3 separate regions of the Zea mays genome follow, and all the other regions are linked to region 1. Evidence: chromatin contacts called from public Hi-C data. All regions are on one chromosome and are shown on one strand. Each heading gives the region's core, a stretch centred on a gene start, on an enhancer-like site or on the middle of the called end of the contact. The rest is flanking DNA. Distances are from core to core; before and after follow the strand shown. Region 1 holds the start of LOC100285223 (protein phosphatase 2C ABI1). Region 2 holds the start of LOC100193610. Region 3 holds the start of pht6 (phosphate transporter protein6).

The links. A called contact is a pair of places that touch in the nucleus more often than the background predicts.
Region 2: a contact with region 1 is called in a Hi-C map of ear, with 2.3 times the contacts expected there. The contact joins the promoter of LOC100193610 here to the promoter of LOC100285223 in region 1. A contact is called at or near these places in 5 of 25 Hi-C or Micro-C datasets (bundle sheath, ear, leaf and 2 more).
Region 3: a contact with region 1 is called in a Hi-C map of leaf, with 7 times the contacts expected there. The contact joins the promoter of pht6 here to the promoter of LOC100285223 in region 1. A contact is called at or near these places in 2 of 25 Hi-C or Micro-C datasets (ear and leaf).

The regions. Positions count from the first base shown.
Region 1 is chr8:151,775,835-151,780,540 of Zm-B73-REFERENCE-NAM-5.0, reverse strand. It overlaps LOC100285223 (protein phosphatase 2C ABI1), which reads right to left and starts at 2,638. Exons shown (of 3, transcript NM_001370708.1): 1 at 1,824-2,638. The coding sequence starts at 2,567.
Region 2 is chr8:151,989,658-151,994,363 of Zm-B73-REFERENCE-NAM-5.0, reverse strand. It overlaps LOC100193610, which reads left to right and starts at 2,142. Exons shown (of 1, transcript NM_001138712.1): 1 at 2,142-4,116. The coding sequence starts at 3,045. The coding sequence ends at 3,956.
Region 3 is chr8:151,946,508-151,951,213 of Zm-B73-REFERENCE-NAM-5.0, reverse strand. pht6 (phosphate transporter protein6) reads left to right here and starts at 2,232. Exons shown (of 2, transcript NM_001112306.1): 1 at 2,232-3,454; 2 at 3,548-4,293. The coding sequence starts at 2,316. The coding sequence ends at 4,073.

The sequences.
Region 1 (4,706 bases), core at 1,389-3,888:
TGAGAAAAAAAGTTTTCATTAGCATTACCTGCGACAAACAATACGCATTAGACAAAGCTGAGACTGTAAAACAAGTACAGTAGAAGGAAAGGAAATCTCGAAGTGAACCCCCAACGGACTAATCCAACACTGCACTGAATCAGAAACAAAATGCTGTTTCGTGTTCCAGACCTTTAGAGGCTGCTGTTTCGTGTATTCTCCAGCGTACAGACAACTTGCAGTTCAGAATGATGGACAGAGTAGAACAGCACTGTTTTTTTTTTGTTTAAATATGGTATCATAGAAAGATCATATTGTGAGTTGTTGCGGTGGGCATCGAAGCGTGGCACATAAATAAGGTCAAGAAATGGAATATGTTCTAGTTGCAGGTAGATCAAGTCATATCAAGTGCACCAGGAAAATTACCAGAGAACAAAACAGAGTTAACCTCACTTAATCACTCCAGAGTCAATGCATTCTCCAAGCCCCTACATGCTAGCAATGTAAATCAATCTAAATAAAACAGATTAATTTCAACCCCCCCCCCCCAGTGCCCGCAGAGCTTCCACGTTTAACCAGGAGAAAACACACTGCACTTTCAAAACCATAAGATCAGCAATACATAAAGGTTGTGGCAAGCAGATTATACATGTATAACATTGTTTTGCATGGCAGACTGCACTGTTTGTTCATAGGTAAAGCTGGTGGTGGCCTAAGAGGTGCCACGTATGATTTTATCCAACGTGGAAGGAAGAGAAAGATGAAAGAGAGAGAGAGAGAAGAGAAATTCAACATTGCATGAGCTCCTACAAAAAAACCATTTGAATGTCGTAACGAAATTCAACATTGCATGAGCTGGAAGCAAGCAGTTTCCTCCCGGTTTAGTACACTGTACACAGAGAACGACCTTGGGGTTCCTTCCCAGTGCAAGAAGGAGCCCAATGAAAGATAGTATTACTATTAGGCAGCATGTATAGAGGCGCAGCGAATCACGCTATCAGAACTAGCCGACCTTGATCCAACCAAACAACCTTTGCATCGAGCCAATTGGGTAACCGCGACCGAACACGCTCGTCGCGGCCGCGGGGAACCATTTGCCTTGGCCCCGGCCAGGTGTAGACCAGCCTGCCCCCGCTTGGCCTGAAATAAAATAAAATAAAATAAAAAACTTGGACAGGTGGTGTGGAGTCCTCGGGGACTAGTGTTTTCTCACGCCATCGGTCACCTAGATTAGATACACCCGGCCACGAGCTATGATGACCTTCCGGTTTGGCACAGTGCGGCTACCCTTGCCGAAAGCGAGAACAAAAGGGTGCGATGAAACGAAACGTAACGAAACCTGCGGCACAGGGGTCGACGACGGGTCGAGACGAGCGGTGCCGCTTCGACACGACGGCACGTCCGGCCGGTCGTCCGCACGCCAAAGCCAGGGTTTGTTGGCGCGGTGCCGGCGCAGAGTCCTTGGGGGCCTGCCCTTTTCCGGCCTGCGCGCGACACCTTTGGGACTGTTTGGTTCGTGGCTAACTACGCCACACTTTGCCTAAGGTTAGTCGTTCAAATTGAATAACTAACCTTAGGCAGAAAAGTTAGGCAAACTGTGGCAAGTTAGGCAGGGAACCAAAAATACCCTTGATCCCGGCCGTAGGAAACATCTCGGGCCACGGCACGGCAGGCAATGGCGTCATGACGGCGACTTGGACGCGTGCGCGCACGGCAGCCGTATCGCGAGCGGTTCTAAATCAATGCGGATCTGGGGCCTGGGGGGGGGGGGGGCGGGCACTTGGCAGGTCGGGAGAGGGTAGTGCGTGCCGTGCGCGGGGTGCTGGGCACTTGTTAGTACGTACCTTGTGGTCGGAGGAAAGCGGCACGGGGACACCGCCGCGGGACAGCACGGCGCGGGAGTCGCCGCAGTTGGCGACCACGATGTGGCGGGGCCCCACGACCACCACGACGGCGGTGGAGCCCACCGTCACCGCGTGGCCGACGTTGTTCGACTCGCTCTCCACGACGGCCACCTCGCCGTCCACGCGCGCGAAGCAGGCCTCCATGGCCTCCCTCCAGCGCGCCCCGTCCCCCTCCTCGTCCTCGCCGCCGTTCCTAACAAGGTGCAGACGCGCCGCCACCTCCTCCGCGAGCACCACGTGCAGCCGCTCCCGGCACGCGTCCGCCACCCGCGACCCGCCGTGCCCGTCGTACACCGCGAAGAACTCCACCCCCGCCGGGAACGGCGCGGCGACGGCGACCGCGTCCTCCATCTCCCGGCGCCGCCCGATCACCGACATCGCGCCGTGCGACACGGGCCTGGGCCACCCCGGTGCCACCGCAGGAGCCCCACCACCCTGCGGCTCGGGCTCGGGCGCCACCTTCGCAGACGACTCGCGGGACGAGCCCGCGGAGGTGTCGTCCGACACAGAGCGGCCCCGCTTCGCCGCCTCGGTCTCCGCACCCGCGGAGGGCGCAGCGCGTCCCAGCCGCCTTAGCTCCAGCATCCGACGTCCCGGCAGCCGCGCCACGGCGGCCAGTATCTTCTCCGTAGCCTCGAGCGCGGGCGCAACACGGTCTTGCGTGCTAGCCTCACTACTGTTCATCTCTTCTCCGGTTCTCCCACTCTCCCCCCACTACTACAACTACAAGCGGAAGGCAGGAGGGCGAAAGAAGCGAGGGCGTCGGGGGTGAGACCGGTTTTAATACGCGGCGAACGGCCGTCGGATCGGTGTTTGTCTGGCCCGGATGCGCGACAGCGCGGGCGGGCGATGTATCCGGACGTGGATCCCGCGGGCCTGGACGTGGACGGCGTGGATCATCCGACGCGCCGTCGCGTGGCGCTCGCGATGGGTGGCTTTCGATCTCGGGGCTCGAGGAAACCCCCTGGTGCGCGCGGCGCTCGTGAAACCAAGAGACGGGATCCGGAAGACAGGCCATGCGCCCCAGGTGTCAGTAGGCGCTGGTCTGCGTGGAGAAGGCCATGCGCCCCCATGCCATACGTCTGGGGCTTTTTGGTAACGCCGCGTGGGACCCGGTGAGAAGAGGTAGGGGTTACGTGGAGGAGCGAGAAAAGATGAATTGGTAGACGCACGCTATCGGCAAGCCGTTTGCCAATCTGCGACAGGCCCAGATGCCTTGGGTCTTTGCACGCCAAGTGTTGAGCGCGCAGCCTGCGCCTGAAACAATCTACGACGTGTTTGGTCGGCGTAATGTAATAGTATCAATTTTTTTTATCTGGTACTGTTACATGTGTTTGGTACGGGTTCTATTGAAATTAGATACATTGGAATCGGATACCACCTTAGGCCTTGTTCGGTTATTGATATTACATGTGTATTGGAGTGTATTGGGTGGGATTGTGGTGGATTTTGACTTGTTATGGATTTAAACCGGCTCAATCCTACCCAATACATGTGGATTATCACCAAAACGAACAAGCCTTATAGAAATCTCAAACTCTCCAACCCTAGCCGGAATCAAAGCCGGGTCAGCCCATCCACCCGCTCGGCGCCACGCGGGCCTTCCTCCTCCTAGGACGCCAGCGTCGCGCCGCCACTCGGCCTCCCTCCTCGGGCGCCAGCAGCTGGCGCGGCGACCGGTGTCCCTTCCACTCTCCACCCTCTCCTTCCCTTCAGCGCCAAAGTCCATCTGCCTCGGACGCCAGTTTTACATGCTCTCTACATAGACGGTCCGGATAGCCACCAGACTAGTCCAGTGCACCGGTTGGAAAATGGCTAAGTGTTGGTCCTCTGCCTGGACGGTCTGGTGGTCCAGTGCCTCAGCCAGCAACCTAATTTTCTCTTTTTTCTCCAAAACTTTTTCAAGCCTTTTTTGACTAGCCTTGAGGATGTTCCTATGACTTAGACAAACATATGTAGTGACTTTCGAACTAGTCTAAGTCATAGATCTGGGAATTTTTATGCTCTCCAACTTATATTTTTATTTTGCTCGAACTTAGCTCCAAATGAATGAATTGTTGAATCTAAGCTATCCAACCTCCTTAGGTGTGTTAATTGGGTTCCTAGAAGTATTTAGAACTTATCCAAGGTGTAGAACTATACATAGTTCATCTCTTCCAAGTTTTACCCCTTTTCTTGGTATGGAGTTGTTTCTGACTTAGAATCTGAACTTTTGGACCTATGAATCAAAGACTAGGTAAACTAAGGCCATATTTGTTTCCCTTCTAGATTATATAAGTTGGATTATGGTGAAAGAGTAGGAGGGTAAAATACCATTTTGAGATCACAAATAAGCTGAATTAAGCTACACAATGTTAGCTTATTTCACCTTATTTGTGGTTCCAAAGTGATATTTTACTCTCCTACCCTTCCACCATAATCCAACTTATTTAATCTATGAGAGAAATAAACACACCCTAATTAGTCCATAAGGTTGTGATAGTCATCAAGCACAAAAATCAATTAGAGAAAATGGTTAAGTCCATTTCCCTTTCAATCTCCCCCTTTTGGTGATTAATGCCAACACAAAGCAAAGCAAATATGAAGTAGAATTGTAACTAGTTTTCACTTGTGTCAAGTGTTCATAAGTTACTGAAATGAAAGCAGTTCTAAGAGAATATGAGTGTTTTTGACATATTTAAAATTTTGGACTACATTTCACCACTTGCATTGATTTTGCAAACTTTCGATAAAATCTTTTTCAAAGACGGATGCAATTGGTCGAAAGTAAAAGAATGGAATTTTCAAAAGAATTTTTAAGTTTTGAATAATTCTCCCCCCATT
Region 2 (4,706 bases), core at 893-3,392, 210 kb before region 1:
ACTGCAATCCTTTGTTTTAATTTTGCATATCAATAGATCCCTACCCAATGGATTCTAAGAGTTATAAAGAACGGCTCGAGAAGTATAGGTTAGCGTGACCCATGATGAACCCAATGATTTGGTAGGGGAAGAAGAAAGTTGAATAATACGCAAAATGATTGAATGTTTGGTTGTGAACCTAGCTAGTACGTTGACTGGAAATCTGAAAATTTAGCATCTATTTTTTTTTTTAAAATGTGTGAAGAACTCAGTGATGTCTGATCTGAATACTTGCATTCATCGACCAGAGTATAGTTGAAAGCTGTGTGTTTTTAGTTTTTTTTGTTGTTGCCATAGCGAGAATCGGAGCGGCGGTAGAGGATGTGAGTCAGTAATGCAAAACTTTAATTTGAATTCAAGAAAAAAACTGACGTAAAGGAGCATTTGATAGAAGCGCTAGCTCTGCACAGCAGAGAACACAGACATCAGGGACTGTCTTTAGCCATATCTCGCACTACGCGGTCCGGTTCGACATGAATGTCCTACGCCATCGTCGTCCCTGTTCATTACTTAAGCTAAGTTCCTTCGCGAGTGAGTAGTAGTAGTACTTAAGCGCGGCGTGTACAACTGTAACACCGGGAGTGATGGGTTCGTTAAGATTAAAATTGGGTCCGGTGCAGAAGGGGGGCCTCTGACGCCGCCGCCCGCCGGTGCTCCGCTCGACGATTTGACCGGCCATTTTCCTTTCGCGTCTGGCCGTCTCGGCCCACGGGCGGGCGGCCGAGGCCGACCGCCATCACGTGCCGGCCTCACCTCGCATCGCCCGCGTCCCGATGGCCGCCGGCGCCGAGCCCCCCGTGACAACGCGTCGCGCCGCGACTGGCTCCCCCGCCACCTGACCCGGACGGGCCCGGCCCCGGCCTGCCGAGGGAGGCTGCCCGCTGGGCCCCGGGGCTCAGGGATGAGTAGCAGGACCACGCGGCCGCGGGGCCACACCGTGGCTCCGTACCGGTACCGCGCCCGAAAATATCGCCACGGGTGGACGCGGCGCGGTCTGCTGTTCGGGCTCAAGACGCGCGCTGCATCACTGTAGCGAAGGGACGGACGCTGCATCACTCCCAAAAATATCGACCGACCGAGCGAGCGAGCAGCAGCGCCGTGCATAATTTCCCACTGTTAGGACAGTAAGTACTTTGTTTCCATTTTGAAAAAGAACTGGCGAAGGAGGAGGAGGACACAGCGCGATGTTCAGGTCACAGACGGTACGTACCGCCGAGTCAAAGCGCAGGCCAGGCGGCCGGCGACTCCACCGCGCGCAGAGCAGTGGCGCGCATGCCCCGTCCCCACGGCCCGCGGGGCGTCCGCGTCCGTGGCCAGCTTTCCCACTTGCGCTGCACGCCCTGCGCCCCGCGCGCCAGCGGCCACCGTGCCAGCCAAACAAGGCTGCACAGGTGCAGAGCAGTGCAGTGCAGGCTCGTGGGAGTTTACAGCTACCTACCTACCTACTTAGGGGATGGTTCATCCAGATTCAAATTTACCAAAAATATCTCTACTTTATAAGTAGACAGTTAGGTTCATGAAATTCAGATTTAACGACCTGATAAATTAGAGGTTTAGATACATCGTCTCGGTGAAGCTCTTTAATAGCTACTCAACAAATTTAAGCTTGATAAAAATTAACCACCGTTGAAGCTGGGATACATATGATACCGTTTTTAATTTTTTTTTTGATATTTTCCTAGTCTTATGACGTTTTCCCTCTCCCGTTCTTACCGTTACTCTCTTTCTGTCTATCTCCACGAAGATCTAGATTTACTATTTCAGCGGTGTAACTGTTATATACAGACCCTAAATCATACTCCCTCATCGTCTGCGCCGGAGCCGGGGCCGAGTAGCGGTATGGCACGCCACTACGCCGTACGCCTCGGGGTGATTAGTAAACCCAACCCACGCAGCGGGAGTGAATGCGGCTGGAGGAAGGGGGCCGGTTAACCGGCACAACTTAATTACGGTTCTTGCCAGAGCCGGACCTGGTTAAACTAGCGCGCGCGGCCTGTCTGTCACCACCGCGGAATCGAGCGTGGGTCGCAACCGAGCCTGTCGGGTCGGGGATTCCTATAAGAAAGACGGGTGGACACTGGACACTACTCGCCTTGTCCACTCCACTCCCCCCAAAAAACCTCGCCAAACCCCCAGAAACTCCCATCCCATCACCTCCATCCTCCGCACCACTCCTCCCCCTCCACCTCACGTCGCCACCGCACCGCCGCCGTTTCCCAGCTCTGCTCTCACAGGGTCTCCTCCTCGGCTTTCTCCACGCCACGCCACGCCACACCGCCGCTGCCACCTCCCTTCCTTCGTCTCCGGCCTTGTTCTTCGAGCCTTTTTCTTTATTATCGTCGGTGCTCCTGCTCCAGGACCTTCCGAAGCTAGCTCCCCGCTCCCTCTCGCCGAGGAGCCCGGAGTGTCGCTCACGGAGCTCGAAAACCGTTATAGCTACAGCGTCCCCGTCGGGGCCGCGGCAGCAGCGCCTGCGTCCGTAGTACTACGAACTCGGCAGGGGACAACAGGACGGGCGCGCGGCCTGACTGCTGCTGCCTCTCTCTGCTTTCAGCTACTCGTAGCTGCTGCTGCATTTCCGCTGCTCTTTTTAAAGAGCCCGTCGTCTTTACTGCGGCCATTCCCTCCTCCCCCTTTCTTCCTCCGATCCCCTGCGCCCCGGTCTGCCTTCCTGCTCGCATCGCCTCGCCTCCCTCCCTTCCCGACCCTTTCTTTGCTCTTTATTCCCCTGCCGATCCGCAGTGCAGGAGCCAGGCAGGAGGGAAATCCACCCGGCCGTCCGTTCCGATCGCGCGCCCCCCCTGCAGCTTCTTTTCCTGCTGGGGTCAGGGTAGCAGCCTGCATGCAGGGCCTGGTTTGGTTGGGGTTCTCGTGTCATCTCAACGCCAGGGAGGTACTTGCTCGTCTGTCTCTCCTTGCCTGTGCGCTTCGGTTATTAGCTAGCTAGCTTGGGTCTAGTCTAGTGTAACTCCCGGCCGCCATCTTTGCTGTACTTCGTTCGTGCCATGTCGCGCTCGCGCACGGTGCGGATCTTCTGGGACGATCCTGACCTGACCGATTCCTCCGGCGACGACGAGGGCTGCGGAGCCCGGAGGGTCGGCAGAATGGTGAGGGAGCTGGCACCAGCACCAGCACCAGCACCGGCGGCTCTTCCCGTGCCGGATCAGTGCAACCCCGGGGACGGCGACCGCGGGAGGAAGGCCGGCGTCGCTGGTCCCGGCGTGTGCAGCGGGGCGCGGAGACGGCTGGCCAAGGGCGCCGGTGGCGCGGCGAGCACCAAGTTCCGCGGCGTGCGGAGGCGGCCGTGGGGCAAGTTCGCGGCGGAGATCCGCGACCCGTGGCGCGGCGTGCGCGTCTGGCTCGGCACCTTCGACACCGCGGAGGAGGCCGCACGCGTCTACGACGCCGCCGCCGTCCAGCTCCGCGGGGCCAACGCCACCACCAACTTCTCCGCGTCCGCCGCCACTAACTGCGGCTCCGGCTCCGGGGCCGGGGCCGGGCAGGACCCGGCGACGACACCGGCGGCGGGCTACGAGTCCGGCGCGGAGTCGTCGCCGACGTCCGTGCTCCGCAAGGTCCCCTCCCTGTCCTCCCTCGCCGAGGACGACTCGGACGCGCCGGCCGCCCAGCGCCGCAGCCTGGCCGTCCTCGAGGAGGAGGAGCTGGGCGAGTTCGTGCCGTTCGAGGACGCGCCCGTCTACGCCACCAGCGGCTTCTGGGACTTCGAGCCCGACGCGGGGTTCCTCTACGCCGAGCCGTCGTCGCCGGAGGCGTCGTGGAATGCCGCCGCCGCCGTCGCCGAGCCCGCCTCGTCTGACGACGCGCCCAGCTGGGCCGCGTCGCCGGTGCAGGAGAACGACTACTTCCAGGACCTGCGCGACCTCTTCCCGCTAAACCGGCTTCCCGCGATTTTCTGAAAACAGGCGGACGGTGAACGCCGGAACCGGGAACGGCGCCGTTGGTCCGTCGTCGAGAGTGTGTTGTGTCTCGTGCCTACGTGCACTGTGTACTTGTACGCCTTTCCCACGCTGTTCGTGTTACTATCTTCGAGTCGATGAGAAATGTAATATGCTGCCGAATGCCGATGAGCACGTAGAGTTTTGATGTGCGCTGGAGTCTACGAACTAGTGTATCGATACGTGAATGGCTTTTTTTTTAGCACAGTCTACAATTGATGCTGGTGTACTTGTACCGTCCCACGTGGTATACCACTCTGCTCCTCTACTACTAGTACACTACAGGCACGACGGCCTTGATTTGGCAACGAGCATGGGCGCATTCCCAATTCCCATTGCTGGGGGCTCCTGGGGCTGCACGGCGGCGTGGTCCGAACTCTGAGACGCGGGCGGGCCGTGCTGGTGCTTGAAATGGAGAGGCCATGATGCGGTTGTGCGGAAAGTCTGCTGTGCTGGTTTTGGTGGGCGGGGCTGGGTCCGCCGCCGTGCCCGCGCGCCATGAGTGACTCGATCGTCCGCCGGATCCGACGGCGGCGTACACGCGCGCGGGCGGGACCTTGCGTTGCGTCGTCCACCGGTTGGGTACATGTACATTGACCTCACCTCACCGACCGACGGCGCTCCCTCGTGATAACGCGAGAAGGTGCGTTCGTTTCCTTGTCTTGTGTTGGCGAGCATGTATGCACGGCGTTGGGACCGAGTGGGACACGG
Region 3 (4,706 bases), core at 983-3,482, 170 kb before region 1:
TCTCCCAAGTCCGGAATCTCTCCAAATCAAATAGTGACTAGAGAGAGTGACATTTGTGTTCTTTTGAGCTCTTGCGCTTGGATTGCTTCTTTTCTTTCTTCATTCTTGAGATCAAACTCAATTGTAACCGAGACAAGAGACACCAATTGTGTGGTGGTCCTTGTGGGGACTTTGTGTCCCGTTTGATTGAGAAGAGAAGCTCACTCGGTCTAAGTGACCGTTTGAGAGAGGGAAAGGGTTGAAAGAGACCCGGTCTTTGTGACCACCTCAACGGGGAGTAGGTTTGCAAGAACTGAACCTCGGTAAAACAAATCATCGTGTCTCACTCTTCATTTGCCCGCGATTTGTTTTTCCGCCCTCTCTCTCGGACTCGTTTATACTTCTAACGCTAACCCCGGCTTGTAGTTGTGCTTAAGTTTATAAATTTCAGATTCGCCCTATTCACCCCCCCTCTAGGCGACTTTCAACCGCGCACCCGGGGTTGCCCCTCAAGGTGCTTTTTGGAGTAGGACGGCGTTACCGACTGTAGCTCGATGGTTCGTGCTAGATGCACGAGAGACAGTGGACAGTTGTGTACAGGTTCAGACCGCTTTGAGATGCGTAACACTCTATGTCCTGGCGTGAGTACTTTATGTGGTGGGTTACAAGGAGGTTCTCTAGTATTGGAAACGTAGAGAGCCGGGTGGATGGCTAAGTAATGAGGTCGATGTCTTTGAAGGGGTGCCCCCTAGGCCTTATATACTCGACCGTAGGGCATTACATGTGGATATGATACCAACGTGTGTCTAAGTAATAGTGAACTGACTGAGTTTATCTTTCTATAATTCAGCCGACTCATCCTCGCTCGGCTCCGATGTACGAGGCTCCCGCGCGGGAAGGTCGGGTCACTGTTGTCATCACTGCTCGAATTCATCGGGTCGTCTGGCTTGCGTCGATCCGATCTTGTGCCGATCCACTTCACTAGGCGCTCTTCCCCAGGCCCACGAAGGGATGACCCCACGGATTATTGGGCCCATGGGCCTTTCGTGAGGTCTTTTATCCTTCTGGTGGACCTGGGGGATATCCGTCCCCCATAGGACTCGAGACTCTATACGAAGTTGTATTCTATCTACCCTCTCATTGTAATTTTACGAAGACCAAGGTACTTGTAAACCTCTGTTTAATAAAAAGACAGGGAATATAATAGAATGTCGTTCCTTACATTTGAATCTTGTGTCTTTATATTTAATCCATATTATGTGTTACCCTTTCTTATTTTCTGATGTCTCGTGTGTTTGTTTAAACCTTCATCTTCATCCTTTCATTCCACCTTCTTGAGAATGATGGGGCAATAGGATGAAGATGAAGCTCGATCTAATCATGTTGCCTTGATTTTTAATACCTTCGGGGATTAAAATCAAACTCTCAACTGCTTTCTTACTCTTCTTGTTGGTGAATGCACGAAGAACGGATGTGAACATCTATCTGCACCGACTGAGGTCTGCTATTTTGAGTAATGAATAGGGCCAGAGACTTATTGAGTATTTATGGAGTAAACTAAATACGTAAATGACTAAATTCGTAATAAATCATATCAAACGAATGTATGCTATGTGCATGACATCTCTTATGTACAAAAGCACAAATTTGATCTGAACATTTCATCAACAACCAACTGTTTATTTTGGATTAAAGACAGTTGTTTAGACTGCTGTAGCAGTAATCTATAGAGATAAAACAATGTAGAAATCGATACAGATTAAAGCCACGAGAAACGTTAATAACCGACATTTGGGCGTGCAGGGGACAACTGGACAAAGCACAACGGGGGAGTAGCAGATGCGGCCGCGGCTCCCGCGTGCGCGCAAGGCCAGCGGCGGCGCCCTTGGTGAATCGGCAGACTCGCTGTCGAATATCCTAGGCAAAATGACACCAATGCTCCCTAGTTGACTACGCGCGTCCCCGCTATGGACAAACGCTACGGCAAATCGCTCAAGAGACAAAATCACACGTCTATGTCCGTCCATATCCACTCCTCGTTCCATCACAGCCGCGTCGATCTGTGGAGACGAAGAGTGCCTGCCTAGTGATCAAGCGGAATATGCTGCCAATCAGCACGAGACGGGGAGCCAATGATGACGGCCTTGGCCTCGTTGTAGACGCCCCTCTCGTTCATCGACCTTGTGATGGGCTCCCGGTTCGTACGCCGGCTATAAAGAGCCCCAGCGAGCAAGCAGCCAAACATCAGAGCACGGGATCAGGTTTGCACAGGCAGCCACGCCACGCGGACACCTGCCTTACATTGCCGGCGCGCTTGCGTGACTGGGCGCGGCGAGATGGCGGCGCCGGGCGGGTCGAACCTGGCGGTGCTGGACGCGCTGGACTCGGCGCGCACCCAGATGTACCACATGAAGGCCATAGTCATCGCCGGCATGGGCTTCTTCACCGACGCCTACGACCTCTTCTGCATCTCCACCGTGTCCAAGCTGCTCGGCCGCATCTACTACCCGGACGACAACCTGTACATAGACAAGCCCAAGCCCGGCACTCTGCCCGTGTCCGTCAACAACATGGTGACAGGCGTCGCGCTCGTCGGCACGCTCATGGGCCAGCTCGTCTTCGGCTACTTCGGCGACAAGCTCGGGCGGAAGCGCGTGTACGGCATCACGCTCGTGCTCATGGCAGCCTGCGCCATCGGCTCGGGCCTCTCGTTCGGCAGCTCGGCGCACGCCGTCATCGGCACGCTCTGCTTCTTCCGCTTCTGGCTCGGCTTCGGCATCGGCGGGGACTACCCGCTGTCCGCGACCATCATGTCCGAGTACTCCAACAAGAAGACGCGGGGCGCGTTCATCGCCGCGGTGTTCGCGATGCAGGGCGTCGGCATCATCTTCGCGGGGCTCGTGTCCATGATCGTCTCGGGCATCCTCCTGCACTACCACCCGGCGCCGGCGTGGAAGGAGAACCACGACCGGTCGTGGCAGGACCAGATGCCGGCGGCGGACTACATGTGGCGCATCGTCCTGATGATCGGCGCGTTCCCGGCGCTGGCCACGTTCTACTGGCGGATGAAGATGCCCGAGACGGCAAGGTACACCGCGCTCATCGAGGGCAACGCCAAGCAGGCGGCCAACGACATGCAGAAGGTGATGGACGTCGAGATCCAGGCCGAGCAGGACAAGCTCGCGAGGTACAAGGCGGCGAACGACTACCCGCTGCTGTCGAGGGAGTTCGCCCGGCGCCACGGCCTGCACCTCATCGGCACGGCCACCACGTGGTTCCTTCTCGACATAGCCTTCTACAGCCAGAACCTGACCCAGAAAGACATCTTCCCGGCGATCAAACTGACGAGCCCCGTCGACGACATAAACGCCCTCAAGGAGGTGTTCGAGATTTCCAAGGCCATGTTCCTCGTCGCACTCCTCGGCACCTTCCCCGGCTACTGGGTCACCGTCGCGCTCATCGACAAAATGGGCAGGTACTTACGAGCTCCGGTCCGCGTCCGCTTTTATATTATATATATATATATATTGGGGGCTATATATGCATGGAACTACTTTAATGCATGCAGGTACCTGATCCAGCTCATCGGTTTCTTCATGATGTCTGTCTTCATGCTACTGATGGGCGTCATGTACAACGACCTCAAGAACAAACACACCACGCTCTTCGCCCTCTTCTACGCGCTCACCTTCTTCTTCGCCAACTTCGGCCCCAACAGCACCACCTTCGTGCTGCCGGCCGAGCTATTCCCGACGCGCGTGCGCTCCACCTGCCACGCCATCAGCGCCGCGTCAGGCAAGGCCGGCGCCATCGTCGCGGCCTTCGGGGTGCAGAGCCTCACGCTCAAGGGAGACGTGGGCCACATCAAGAAGGCGCTCATCATCCTCTCCGTCACCAACATCCTCGGCTTCTTCTTCACCTTCCTCGTCCCGGAGACCATGGGCCGCTCGCTCGAGGAGATCTCCGGGGAGGACGGCAACGTCGAAAACGGTCCCGGTGCTCCCGCCGGCGTGGCCATGGGCGTCGCGGACGTGAGCAAGGATGACAAGATGCCTGTTTCCAGTACTGAGTGGCAGAGCTCCATGCATGCGTGATCGAGTAAGCAGATACCAAAACTACAGTACTACACAGGGGGTGTGGAATCCATGTGATCACGCCTCGAACGATCTATTTAATCTACTAGGGTTTCAATATATATATATTTTAGCCTAAGCATAATAAAGATATGTAAAGACATATGGATTATGTCTCGGGCCATACACCGTATGCATGGTCTGAGACTAGTATCTATAACAATAATGTTGCCGGTTTGAACAGGCCCGGTCCTGATATTTGGTGACATGGAACGAGAGTAAAAATATATGTGTTGCTAAAATTCAGGTGTCTAAATTTTAGTTTTCTTTGAGGTGACGGTTGTTGCAAACATTTTATATTGAAATTGTAGATTTAGTTTATTGCAATTTTGTAGGCATAATCTATGTTTTTCAGATCCAAAAAATAAAATCCCAGACAAGTCACGAACCAAACAAAATCCTTCTCAATCCACATGATTTAGATATGAAACGAAGGTCTAGCTTAGGGGAGCTAGCTAGTTCCATAAAGTTTTCATATATGAAAAGTTGGCCCTCAAGAGTAGCAGAAAATGCGGGTAGCAATTATAGAGTTATAGGAGTATTCACTATAATATTATTTAAAAATAATTTATGTCTCCATTGGCATATACCATT